Linked DNA regions of Gossypium arboreum: region 2 is linked to region 1. The links are chromatin contacts, called in public Hi-C maps. All regions are on one chromosome and are shown on one strand. Each heading gives the region's core, a stretch centred on a gene start, on an enhancer-like site or on the middle of the called end of the contact. The rest is flanking DNA. Distances are from core to core; before and after follow the strand shown. Region 1 holds the start of LOC108468064. Region 2 holds the start of LOC108482888 (threonine--tRNA ligase, chloroplastic/mitochondrial 2).

Evidence for each region. Hi-C and Micro-C count contacts between places; a contact is called where the count stands out from the background.
Region 2: a contact with region 1 is called in a Hi-C map of leaf, with 3 times the contacts expected there. The contact joins the promoter of LOC108482888 here to the promoter of LOC108468064 in region 1. A contact is called at or near these places in 2 of 5 Hi-C or Micro-C datasets (both in leaf).

What each region holds. Positions count from the first base shown.
Region 1 is chr7:25,705,210-25,712,320 of ASM2569848v2, reverse strand. It overlaps LOC108468064, which reads right to left and starts at 4,549. Exons shown (of 6, transcript XM_017768923.2): 1 at 4,099-4,549; 2 at 3,924-3,995; 3 at 3,724-3,811; 4 at 2,793-2,925; 5 at 2,540-2,578; 6 at 2,107-2,382. The coding sequence starts at 4,273. The coding sequence ends at 2,302. TRNAL-CAG (transfer RNA leucine (anticodon CAG)) reads right to left here and starts at 4,694; the gene lies at 4,614-4,694.
Region 2 is chr7:25,946,742-25,953,852 of ASM2569848v2, reverse strand. LOC108482888 (threonine--tRNA ligase, chloroplastic/mitochondrial 2) reads right to left here and starts at 3,775. Exons shown (of 7, transcript XM_017786014.2): 1 at 3,216-3,775; 2 at 2,973-3,119; 3 at 2,701-2,848; 4 at 1,683-2,314; 5 at 1,270-1,578; 6 at 975-1,175; 7 at 366-860. The coding sequence starts at 3,527. The coding sequence ends at 603. It overlaps LOC108484063 (cytochrome b561 and DOMON domain-containing protein At5g35735-like), which reads right to left. Exons shown (of 3, transcript XM_017787695.2): 1 at 6,320-7,111; 2 at 5,989-6,243; 3 at 5,442-5,908. The coding sequence starts at 6,934. The coding sequence ends at 5,579.

The DNA.
Region 1 (7,111 bases), core at 3,300-5,799:
AATGAAGGCTAGGCACTTAGGATATTATTTTATCAGCTAATATGTCATGACTTACATAACATTTTGACCATTTACTCTTCTTTGACTCATGGCCGGCCAAGCTCTTTTAAAAGGGTCTAATTTCCCTTTAAAGACCCCCAAATTTTATTCTCTAGCTATTTGACACTTTTAGCTATCAAATTAGGACTTTTTCACTTTATGCGATTTAGTCCTTTTTCACAATTAAGCTCACAAACGCTAAAATTACTTTATCAAATTTTTCACGCTCTCTTAAAAACATGCTATAATATCAAAATAATAATAAAATAATTTCTCTGACTTTGGATTTGTGGTCCCGAGACCACTATTCTGACTAGTCCCTAAATCGGGCTGTTACAATATCTTTTATTTATTCACACTTTTAACCACCACATTTTATAATTTCTCAATTTAATCCATTTTTGACATTTTTGTCAAAAATCACTTTACAAAACTAATAAATCTATCAATAAACCTTCATAATCTATCATCATTCATCAAATTACTCAAGCATTCAACAATGGCAACATGATAAATCTTTAACAATTTCGAAATCTAAGGTACGGGCTAGCTAGAATATGAAGCAATGATCCCAAAAACGTAAAAATTATTAAAAACAGAACAAAAATCATACCTAATTGAGCTTATAAATTGATGGCCGAATGAAACCTAATTCTTTGGCTTTCTTCTTGCAAAATTCGGCTAAAAGAGAAAAAGATGGACACAAAATTCATTTTGTTTTGTTTTAATTAACCTTTCTTATCTAATTACAAATTGAACCTTAATGACATTTATTAATTACACCAAATGTCATGCCACTATCATCCACTAACTCTCAAATGGGTTAATTACTACTTAAGGACCTTTACTTGTTCTATAGCTATTAGATACTTTTAGCTAATAGAACACAAGTTTTACGCTTTATGTGATTTAGTCCTTTTTACCAAATTAAGCATTCAAACAGTAAAATTTCTTTACGAAACTTTCGCACAGTAATTCTATCATACTGTAAACTTTAATAAAATAATAAAATAAATATTTTAACCTCAGATTTGTGGTCCTAAAATCACTGTTCTAATTTAACTAAAAACGAGCTGTTACAATGAAACTCGTTCTACGACTTGAAAATTCACTTGTTCACCAGCATTTGAAGAAGGATGTTATGGACTAACATTATTCCTTGAACTGACCTCAGTTTCTGGAGTCATAGAAAAACCACACCTAAAACCTAAAATGCACACAATTTAACAACAAACAACCACCTTTCACGACTGCAAATCAACTAGCTTTGATACCATATTCAAACTCACCAAAACAATAGCAAAGAAACAAAAATCGGACTACTTATTTTATTTCATCAGTTCTAGTAATCCAAAGGACCGAGCTATGGAATTTATACAAGAATTCTAGTGCATTAGCTAAGCTTGAACAATATTAATAAGAAGCCTAATTGATCTTCTTAGCTCATCCACTAATTAACTGAAAAATAGTTACACAATTGCAAACTAATAGCTATCTACCTAACAGACAAACTGAAATAATTACAAAATACCAACTAATAACTAACTAATATATCTTAATACTATTCAACATACTTCAATTACAAATTAGTGTTCTTACCTCATTTTTGAACAGATGTAGATCCAATCCAATGTGAATGTTGAGGATAATATATGTAAAATTAATAAGGTTAAAATAAGCTTCAAGTCTATATTTTTTGTACATTTATAATTTAATCCCACTATTTTTATTTTTATGAATTAGTCCTTAAATTTTTAGAATTTAAAATTCAAATCTAATTATTAGCACCATTAAATTTTTTCTATGAAATTAGTTGATATGATATTTGAAACAAGAAATATTTATTCCGATTTGAAAGAAGGATATTAATAAAGTTAACAAATTAGACTTGCATTTTAAATGAAAAAAATAGAAAGGTTAAATTTTATTAAATAAAAATAAAGAGACTAAATTTTAAATGTAAAAAATATAAGGATTTAATCTAACTAATCGAACCGGTACCATATTTTATATATTCAGACATTATACTAAAGAGTGGCAAAATCCTCGTGGATTGTCATTAATCAGTTAATGCTAAAGCCATTCATCATTGTTTATCATTATTGCAAATGTAAGTTTCCAGCATTGATCATCATTATAAACATCAAAACCCTTTTCCCAAAACAGGGAATCATCTACAATTCTAGTTTCTACAACTCACAGATACATGTATGATGACAGTTAATAAGTTTTAGGGGAAAATAAATTACGGCCTCCCGGAGGCTATGCATGTGTAACCACACTGCCCAACAACTGCAGAAGCTCCTCTTGCTTTTGCTCCGTCACCGCCAATTCCAATGTTACCTACCGGTCATGCATGAATGAAACAAAACAAAACAAAACAAAACAAAATAAGGGAACTTAAGAGACCACCCACTATCAGACTCAGCAACTACTATGTCGTAAGAAACCAGGGACGGGTGTGCCCTGAACACTTTTGATGGCATAAGGAAAATCTCACCTCCTTGAAGATTTCGCTATAAGAAGTCTCCTTGAAGCCCTACAACCGTAATGGCATGTCAAGAACAAGAATAAGACAAGTAAGCATTCATGCATCTACTGTATTGTATCTCTTAACCTCCATGCAAAAGCCTGGACATTAATCCTTCAAATGCCTTAGCATGAATGTGTCGAAAGTAGGAACAAGAAAAATAAGCTTTTTAAGAACATGAATGCAAGTATGAGTGTGTAAGGGGAGAGAGCAAAACAGAGACCAATTTCCGAAACAAACTAAGAGATGACTCATTTGATGCTCCAATTTTAGCACGGAAGACATGGATTCTGAAGTTTTTAACTGCATAGGCCATCATCATCAGGACAGACTCTTTCCCAAGGCCCTTACCACGGCTATTCTAGCATGAAAAATAAGAGAAGATTAAAAGGGAATCTAGATCAACTTTACAGTTTTGATACATTGTTTTGTTTTCCTAGTAGATTTTATCACAGCAAAAACAAGGTCGTCAACTTTATCCTAAAAAATGCGACTAGAATAACACTCAACTTGAAATATCGAAACCAAGCCAGACACAAATATCAGAATGACCAAGCCACTTAAAGGAGAGTACATCTGAACAAGTAAGGAAAGCATATATGTGCCATGACACATAACAGCAAGAAATGAGAATCCAAATTGCCAGTTAACTTCTTCATCTGAGATGCATGTAAATTATTTGCCAATTGTCAACATCCATCATTTCATTATTCTTTTCTCCTCACAAGAGTTGTATTATCGAATCATCAAGTATCTAAGCATTCAATACAAACATCTTACGAAAACTGAGTGCTGGAGTCTACCAAGAACATAAAGGGACACAGTTGCTGTACACACACAATGACAACAAACCTATGAATAAGGCAATTACAGTCGGTATTCATCAGCATATGTTGTATACGATGGTGTAAAAGTTCTATTTACATTAAACCATTACTCAATTTCCACAGCACTCTTGCTCATAAATGATTAATCAGAATGAAAAGAAAAAAAGAGAAAAGCAACAAACCCAACAAATTCTTAGAAAGAAAAGGAATCAAGTGCAAGAAATTCCATGTTGATGATTCAAAATGATTACACAAGTATGAAGGAAAGAGAGCGATGTCAGTTAAGAAATAGATTTTGTTGATTGTGAAGAAGTGCAAAGCAAGTACCTTTTTAGTTCAGCTATCATAATTTCAATCTCTGCTAATTGAGGGTCATCCAAATCATTCATGTAGATATTCACATCCCCGACCATGGCTGGATCATCGTTTACCATCAACTCCAGATCAGTCCAAAACAATACGCTGAAGAAATCAAAGGGTTTCACTAAATTCTGTGCAATTAAGAAAAAGGTAGTAGATGAGGTGACCTTCCACATGAGGATTTCCATGAACAAACTTTTCCCCGACCATCTCCTTATCCAAAACAATGAAAGTTTTCTCTGTTGAAAACCAAGCTTAATCATTAAATTAAAGAAGAAGAAAACCCAATTGAGAAATTGGTATAAACAATCAGAAAAGGAAGTAAAAGAGAGAGAGAAGAACTGAGAGGGTCTTGGTTCCAGGAGAGCTGCATATCGTATTCCTGTTGGAGGGAGAGGGGCTCTGATCCGGTGGCTTGAAGGAGAGCAGGGTCTTGCATCCAGAGGTGGTACTTTGGGACATGTGCTTCCATGTATGGTACCATTATCACCTTCTGTCCTTCCAAGCTCACTCCCATGGCTACTGCTGGGTTGAGAGACCCTTGAAAGGCAAAAACCAAGAGGCTTTTTTCACTTTCCAGCTCCGGTATGGCTACTGTTGTTTTGTGGGGGGTTTAACTGCTAATTGCAACCGACATTAACATGGTTTCATATGGGTGTTTGGTTGAAACAAGGATCCCACTCATTGTGGTTGGAAGAACTTTGGGATTAGGATTGGCAGTTGCGGGCTCTTCAAACACTTGCTCCAAGTCTGACTATTTAGTTTGGCCCAACACTACACATAAATTCAGCAAGCATCAATATGATAAAAAATAGGAAGCCCCGTTAATGTGATAAAAAAGTGTAAAAATTTATTTTTGTCAAGAATGGGATTCGAACCCATGCCCTTTCGGACTAGTACCTGAAACTAGCGCCTTAGACCAACTCGGCCATCTTGACTATTAACAGATGATTCTAAGAATCTTATTAAAAAATCAGAGCAAGTCTTCTAATAAGATACTAATATGCTAATTCTAAAGTGATCAGTTAAAAATTCTAAAAACTCAAGTCAAACCAAAATGCTATTGTTAGTTTTGTAGTGTTTTTCAAAAGAACTAATTCATGCTAAAAAAAGCTTGAGTTGAAAAAATTCTCTTTCAAATTTTCACCTTCATTAATGTTTTTCCCTTTTTTCCCTCTTAAACCAACAAATTCTCCTTAAAAGCTTCAAGAACTTGGTAAGATCACTCCAACCTTACTTATCTTAACCTTGATTTTTTATTGTTCCATGGTCCTTCATTGTAATAGGGATAGGACTTCATTTTGTTGATATAAGTGATCAATTGCTCATTGTTTTAATTGAATTTTAGCTTTGTATTGCTGCAGAAAAAATAAACTCCAGTTAGTGTTATGGAAGAAAGAAGATGATATGAGACCAGAGAAGGAAAGAAGAAAAAAGGTAAGAGTTTTTCCTTTAATAATTTCATTTCATAAAGCTTATTTTCACATATAGTCACGCATAAATAATGAGGTCTATAACTACAAATTACATAAACCAATAACCAACAACTATGACCTAAGCTTAACAAATTTCCTATACAGCTACTTTGAATTATGCCAGCTCAACATTCCAGTTGCGTCCTTCATTCTTCAATAATTTGTCTCTTGGTGCATGTGAATTTGAGTAGTAATCCCCTTTGCCTAACTCCTTGGTTCATTGTTATGGTCTTGGATTGTCCTACATTGTTTCCCCTTTTAGTTATTCTCATGTCCAATATGACAACTAGGTACACAAGGGGTTGCCCATCACCAGCAACCTAGAGTTTTTTTTTTTTTTTTTTAGGAGATAACATAAAACACATTATGGATTTTAGCACTATTTGGTAATTTGAGCTTATAAACTATTGACCCCACTTTGGTAATTATAGAATAAGGGCAAAAGCACTTGAAAGAAAGCTTAAGCTGCTTCTTAAAAGCTAGTGTAGTTTGCTTGTAAGGTTGGATCTTCAAATAGACTTTTTCTCCCACCTCAATAATACAAATAAAAGAAAAACTTTCATTAAAGATTGAAATGTAGTAGGGGCATCAATAAGGCCAAAAGGCATTAGTAAGCTAATTTAACAACTCTTCCAATTTTTTTTATTGTTAAGTTATTCAATTGTATATATTAAAAAACTGTGGAAGTTTATTGGGTTTCAAGTCTTAACTACACTAATTGAGAATCTAGTTTAAGGGTTGCGGTTATAACTTTTGGGAGGGGTAGATTGACCTTTAGGTTTTTAAAATATATCTGACTATGTAATTAATAATGTGTTGCATTTAAAAAATACAAAGGTGAGGAGTGTTTGTATTACTATAAATAGAGGTGGTTTCTTCACTTTTTAATTATCCTAAAATTTGTAATTTTTTTGATAGTGTCAGAGGACATATGCATAATTTGTTGAATCTCATCAAATTAATTTGTAGGAATATTCTATTTAAGAACTTGAGTTTTAAATGAAACTATTTGTGACTCTTCCAATTTTGTTAAAAATTAAACCTCGTATGATTTTCTGTTATAATAATTTTCTCTTTTACTCAACATAGTAATTGTAACTCTTCAACATGTAGCTTATATATAATTTCATTCAAAATTTTCTTGGTACTCCTCCACCATAACCTTCTGAAATAATTTGTTAAATTCTTTTATAATATCCAAACATGTCCTATCACAAAATCATAAATCTTTTATAAGCTCAGATCAAACTACATCAAGTTTTTGCATAATATAGTCATCAAAGTAGATTTAAACTTTCCTTATAAAATACACGGTAATAATCTCTAAGTTTTTGTAAACCCTCCATTTTTCTTAAAAACTCTTGTAATTGATACTTGAGATCAATTGCCATATTTGAAAAATTTTAGACATAAGCATACAACTTTAGAAAACATAAACATATTTATATCAAACAAACCCAAACTCGTATTTAACACGACATCGCCATCAAGCTCTTAGAACAAGAACAAATAAACTGGAAAATGTGGACTCGTATTCACTCGTGTAATATGATTTCTAGTTTTGGATCAGACAAAGTGTAACACCCCGTACCCGAGACCGTTGCCGGAGTCGAACACGAGGTATTTACGGACTTATTTCATTGACTTACACAGTTTATTTTTTTTTTATTTCCAGACAAGCTGGCTAACTGCATCACAGTCACTTTAAAAATCATATCTCGAGTTCCGAAGCTCGAAAACTGATTCCGTAAATTTTCCCTGAAACTAGACTCATATATCCATCTATAAATTTTTTTCTAGAATTTTTGATCAGGCCAATTAGTACAGTTTATTAGTTAAAGTCTCCCCTGTTTCAGGGTTCAACTGCTCTGACCTTTATG
Region 2 (7,111 bases), core at 2,526-5,025, 240 kb before region 1:
ACCCTTAATTATTATTTAAACTAATATTTGGTTCTAATACCGATATTCAATTGCAATAGCAAAAATACGTTTGGCAAGTCATAGAAAACAATAAAATGCTTACATGATCGTGAACCGTGTTGCATGTTGAGATGATCCTGTCATTGATAAACTTAGAGTGCTTTGAAAGAGGTAGACTCATGATTGACTGACCTTATTGAAAGTCAAGTTTCACCTTATTTCTTTTAATTACAAATTAATTATTTACTTCTGTTGCAACTAAAGCTTCAAGAAAGGTAATTCCAACACAGATAAAGGCTAAAAATAATTATAGTCATTAAGGGAACTATTGAAGAACCTTTTAAAGTGCAAAAAGACGATGAAAATAAAGGTGAAATAATCAATGAAGAGATGTAAATGACATTGATCTAGTAACCAATATTATCATGTCAAGGGGAACTATGTATTCCCTTTCTAGGAAAACAAAAAACGAAATACAGAACAAATCTGGAACTATGTTCATATACAAACAAAAACTTTTCATCTTTCAAAATATGTTGTTCCACCTTTTTGCATACTTATGCAATAAATAAAGCTTGAATTACCTACCTGCTTTAAGAATTTTACAATGTTCTGTTTTTAATGGCTTGCTGGATGCTACTGATGAATTCATCAATCTTCATGGTACCCAACTCTCCACCAAATCTAGATCTAACTGTCACACTATGCGTTTCAACTTCCTTTGGACCCACGACTGCCATTAGGGGAATTTTCTGCTTCTCAGCATTTCTGATAAGCTTCGGCAAGCGTTCACCATGGCAAACTTCAGCACGGATGCCGTTGGATTTGAGTTTGCCAACCACCTCATTACAGAATCCAAGCTGCCAAAAAGACAAAGCAGTTTGTTTTTTTAAGAGACAGTACAAGGAAATACAGTCAATCAAATACAAAGTACACTCTGTTAAAGAGTTGATGAAACCTGAAGCCAAATATACCTGTGTATCAGTAACCGGTAAAACCTGAGCTTGTATTGGAGCCAGCCACAAAGGAAAGTCCCCAGCATAATGCTCTATAAGGACTCCAAAAAATCGCTCCAAGGATCCAAGCACAGCCCTATGGATCATGATTGGACGCCTCTTTTCTGAGTTTGAGTCAACATAAGTAATGTCGAATCGGTTTGGCAAGTTAAAATCAACCTGTCAAGTAAGAAGCCGAATTACAGATAATGCATGAGAGGATGGAAAGAGTAAGGTAAGAAAGGCAGAAATTTGGGGATAAGTCAAAACTTGCCTGGATGGTTGAGCACTGCCATTTCCTTCCAAGAGCATCCTCTATCTTAAGATCAATTTTCGGACCATAGAAGGCACCACCACCTTCATCAATCTGATAGCTCCAGCCTTTATCATCCAAAGCATCTTTAAGTGCTACCGTTGCCTTTTCCCAGATATCATCATCGCCCACAGCCTTTTCTGGCCTAGTTGAGAGGTTTACCTCGTACTTGCTGAAACCAAACTGCAATAGTATCTCCTCGGTAAGATCTAAGACCCCTCTGATTTCATCCTTGATTTGATCTTCCAAACAGAAAATGTGAGCATCATCCTGCAAATGAGTTGCAATTTGAGCATCAAAGCACTAACAGAAAATAAGTAAAGGTATATTTAACATGTTCATCTAAGCTGACTAAGCAAAGACATAATTATTACCTGGGTAAAACCTCTTACACGGAACAGGCCATGTAAGCTACCAGACAACTCGTATCTATAGACAGTCCCAAGCTCTGCAACTCTGATCGGAAAGTCTCGATAAGAATGAAGCTTCCTTTTGTATACTAATATGTGGTAAGGGCAATTCATTGGTCGAAGTTGATAAAGTTCATCCTCGATCTCCATCTGATCATACATACTTTCTTTATAGAAGTCTAGATGACCACTGATTTTCCAAAGATCAGCCCTTGCCACATGTGGAGTAAATAGCAAGTCGTAACCATGTTCTATGTGTGTTTTCCTCCATGAATCTTCTATAATATGCCTAACAATGGCACCCTTCGGATGCCAGAAGACTAAACCTCCCCCAGCCTCCTCCTGTATAGAAAACAAATCGAGATCTTGGCCAATACGTCTGTGATCCCGGCGTTTAGCTTCCTCTTTGAAGTGAAGGTAAGCTTTCAGTTGTTCTTCATTTTCCCATGCAGTTCCATATATCCTCTGTAGCATAGGTTTCTTTTCATCTCCTCTCCAATAAGCACCAGCAACGGACTCGAGCTGAAAAGCTTTGTTGTTTATCTTTCCCGTAGTTTCGACATGTGGCCCGGCACAAAGATCCCACCATTCATTCCCTGGAATCAGTATTAGTCAACAAAATGATATGAACACACACAGACACATGAAAGTGTTACTTATTTCATTGATAAAGATTAACCAAGTTACACCGGTTATGTTCATAAACAGTAGACATAGATGCTTAGCATATGCCAAGGCCACCAAACATGGATTAAGGCAAGTTAGGAGACAGGAATGGAAGAGAAGCCGGTATACATTTGATATCCCTAGCAGAACCAGAACCATAGAAAATACATGGGAAATCTCAGAGGACTAACCTAGAATAAATACATTACTGTTACATAGAAAGTGTTTCTCATGATAACTCAATAAAGGGTCATTTACACGAGAAACTAAAGCACCAATTCTACAGGAAACTTGGAAAAGGAAAAATGTGGCTTACCAATATGATAGATAGTGATAGGATCCTCCTTAATACTATCCAAAATCTCCATCTTGTAAGGTTCATTTACAGCCATTATCCTTTTCTGAGCTTCATCTCTTGAAACTTCTTCTCTTACAAGCGGTAAATTTCGTTTAATGATCCGATCCTACAGATTTGGAGGTAACAAATGAATTTCTCTGACCCCCTGAAAACCATAGCCCAAATGAAAACAATTTCCCCAAAGCTCTCACAAAACTTTCCCCCTTCTTTTAATCAAATAATCTACTTACCATTTCCTTTTTAATCCTCTTGAGATCATTATCAGTCAAAGGCTCCATATCAAAATCATAGTAAAACCCATTGTCTATCCAGGGTCCAATTGTCACTTTCGCGTCTGGGTATAGTTTTTGAACTGCCATTGCCATTACATGTGCACACTGAAATCCCATGCATATAATAAATTTTTTTTTAAAAAGGTCGTTATGGAATAATAAAAAAAACCCAGAAAAGGAAATTGATAACGCAATGATTACCGTGTGTCTAATTCTAAGGAGCTCATCGGATGAGTCGTTAGTTGGAAGAACAAGTTTGCCAGATTGTTCTTGCTTCTGGGTATCCTGTACGGGAACGTTTTGGAGGTCAACTGCTGGTTGAGCTGAGCCAGTGGCCACTGCTGCCTCATGTAAGCGTTTGAGTTCCGGGCGTTTGGGGAAGGAAACCAGGCGTTTAAGGGGGAAATGAAGGGAAAGGGATGGATTGGGGAGAGGGAGAGGGAGAGGGAGAGGAAGAGAAGTGCGTTTAGAAAGGAAACGAGCGGAAATTTGAAGAAAATGGAAAGTAGCCATTGTGTGAAGTGCGGACCATGAACATCAGCCCCTTGTGCTATTGGCTATGGCTATGGCTATGGCTAAAAAAATATCAACTGAATTTCAAGTTTCTGGTTCTCGTTTGTGGATGAGGTTTTTCAGCGTCTTGGTGGATAACAAATTTGCTCGTTCAATAAAATTTTGTAATTTTAAGTTTCAAATCTAGGCCTTCAACCACTGAACTTCACTACTTTGGGCTTAAATTCAGTGTTTCAACAAGTCCCCCATATCTGTTTTCACTAAAACCCAGTTTGTAAAGTAATTGTCTATTTCTATTTCAGTTAAAATATGCTCTTAGTCCCTGTATTTTTCTCATATTACAGCATTAGCCCTCTATTTTTATTTCAGGATTTTAATGTTTTATGTTCTAGTTTTTAAAATTTAAGTCTAATTTTTAATTTTTTAATTTTTTATTTTTTTATTAGTATAAAATTTTGAAATAAAAATATAGTGACTAATTTCTCTTCGTGTATTTATTATAATATATTGCATTTAAATTATTTTATATAATATAAATTTTAAATATTAATATATATTATTATTTAATTTATTAATTAAGTTGGTATCATGAATCAGTTGAACACCAATTTAATTATAAAATTACAAAAATATATTTCTAAGATTAAAATAGAATACATTATTCAAAAGTATCTTAATTTTTTATTTAAAAAATAAATAAATTACGTGTAATTGGATTTAAACTCATGCTATTGACATGGTAAAATATAACCTTTTAACACAAAACTAGAACTTTATCTTAATATGATATTTATATTTTAATTGTATTATGCAAACTATTATTTAAGTCATTGATTAAATTGGTGTCATAAGTCAACAGAGCACTAACTCGTTAGAAAAATTACCAAAATACCATTTCATATTTAAAATAAGTTATATCATTTCGAGTACTTTTATCTTTTTATTATAATAATAATAATAATAATAATAATAATAATAATATGCATATTGTGGTGTATGAACCCACACTGATTGCATTAGTAAAGCCTTAAATTTACTACTCAGCTAAGGCTTGACTTTAACTTTTTTATATATTTTAATTTTATTATGCATACTTTATTACTTTCATCAATTATATATCTATATTATTATTTAAGTCGTTGATTGAGTTGGGATTACGAGTCAACCAAGTACCAACTCGATTATGAAGATTACATATATGTCTTTTCATATTTAAAATAAGTAAATATTCTTCAATGGTACTTTAATCTTTTATTTTAAAATAATGATAATAATAATATGCGATGAAGAGATTGAACTCAGGCCAATTGCATTGATAAAACTTTAAATTTACAACTCAATTACATTGAGTTGGTGTCACAAATTAACTCGACACCAACTTAGAATTGATGTATTCATTTAGTATTCTTAGTATGATGATGTTTTATTTGTTTAAATTCTATTTTACTTAAATTTAATCTAATTTTTTATTGTATATTATTTTTAAATGCATATCTATATTATAAATATTTACACGCATGTGATAGAATTTCTAGTAAGTTTTGTTATTTGAAGGTATTTTAGTCTTTTCATTTTAATAAAATTCAATTAAAATATGAATATGATGGTATTTGAATCTATGTCAATTGAATTAGTAACAATTTAAATTACCACTTAAACTTTATTTCAATATATATTATACATTTTATTTTAATATGTACAAATTATTATCTCCATTAATCCTCGTGTTACTCGTAATTTAATTATTTTTAAATTTTAGTGATAGAATATGTATGTGTATTTTTTTTTTCGTTTTTGTCATGTAATAATATTGTGATAGACTTTGCTCTTTTGTTGTTTAGTTTTCGCGGCCCAACATGTAATCAAAGGAACCACAGCTATTGATGGATGGAAAGAAACATTGGAATCCATGGATACGTACAAAATAAATTAAATTAAATAAAAATACATGGAAGTACCAAAAAAAAAAAAAACCCCAACAACAACATGGTGTAATAGACTGACAAAATATACTTACATATATTACAATATATGTAAGATGTACAAAATTGTTACACGTCCTGTCCCCTGGCACCAAATCCATTCACTCCATTGGCTCCATTTATGCTGTGAGAGCGCTTATCAGTCTCAGACCCTCTGTTCTTCCTCCTCAGAACAATGTACCAAGTGAATGCTTCCAACAAAGTGGCAACAACACCCAAAAATATGAGAATTCCAATGTAAATTCTCTCCCAATGGTCATCGGGTTTAAGGATGTCGAAGCCATCGAAGATGTTGATGATACTGAGGATGATGACTGCGTAACCCACGGAATGGTGGTAGATGTTCCAATACAATCTGTATTTGTGATCCTTGTTTGGCCTCAGAAGCAAAGCAAACACCTGCATGCCCCACATATTTCAACCATAAACATTTGTTTGTAATATTTCAGAAACATGAAGACCCTAGAAGCAAAAGTTACCTGAAGAGTGCCAAGGCAGAAGAGGGTGATGCCAATGTTCCTATGAGGATTGTGTGTGACACCAGCTGAATCACTGCCCAGCCTAATACCAGTTGCCCATCCTGCTACGCCTACAGCATAGGCCGATGTTTGGCAAGCAACATGGAGATAAAACCATGCCGGGTCTGCTGATTTGAACACCTTCATGTACCTAGCCGTTATGGCTCCGAATGGCATCAAGATTCCCCAGCTGACTGTGTTAAGAACTCCATGAACCTGGCCATTTTAAACACCTTTAGAAAAACAAGAAAACATTGCCTAAGACACAAACACTTGTATTGGAGTGAATTACATTTCTTCTTCGAGTTCTTGAACTGCCAGATGAGGTCCCCCCAGATTGTCCCGTAAGGAAATTGACACTTGCGGCAGATCGCATGTTGTCTCCAGAAGTAGGATGCATCATTAGTTGGTCGTTACTGACTGGACCTTCTTGCCAAACCTGGTTGGTAGCCAACAAACTTTCCGAGATTCTCATGACAGCGAATATCCTCATTTCGTTGTTCTCAAACTCGGCTGAAAGGCTTGGAACTTGAAAGCTCAAAGCACTCTGTTGCATGGAAGGGTTCATGCTGTCGATGGATGTGGTGAAAGCATGAGGGATGCCACTGGAGTTGACATAGGCGACCAGAGCCTGGGTGTTCAACATGGTTGGTCCGCTTGGGTTGATGCCCCACGCCGACCACCTGGATGAGGTGGTTCCGGTGTGTCTAAAGGCAACCTCAACGGTACCAGCTGCTTCATCATATGTCCAGTGGAGGAAACAGTTCAAGGCTGGAAGGTCGCTGCAGTTGGCGTATTGCCTGTTGGAAAAGCTATGGTTAAGACAGGTTTGGGCAGACGATGAAGCTAAGAAAGAAACCAGCAGCAGCAGGCATGAAAATAGGACAAGTTTCCTGGTTTTCTCCATGTTTGGCGACGATTGGATGTCCCAGAAATTCAAATTTGTGTCCCAAGACAAGTTGGTGTCTTAAGCCAACAACATGGATTTATATATAATATATATAGAATTATATATTTCACATAAAAGCTGCGAGGGAATGATCGAGGAAATGGGATGATATGAGGGAGGGAAGTACGTCTCTAA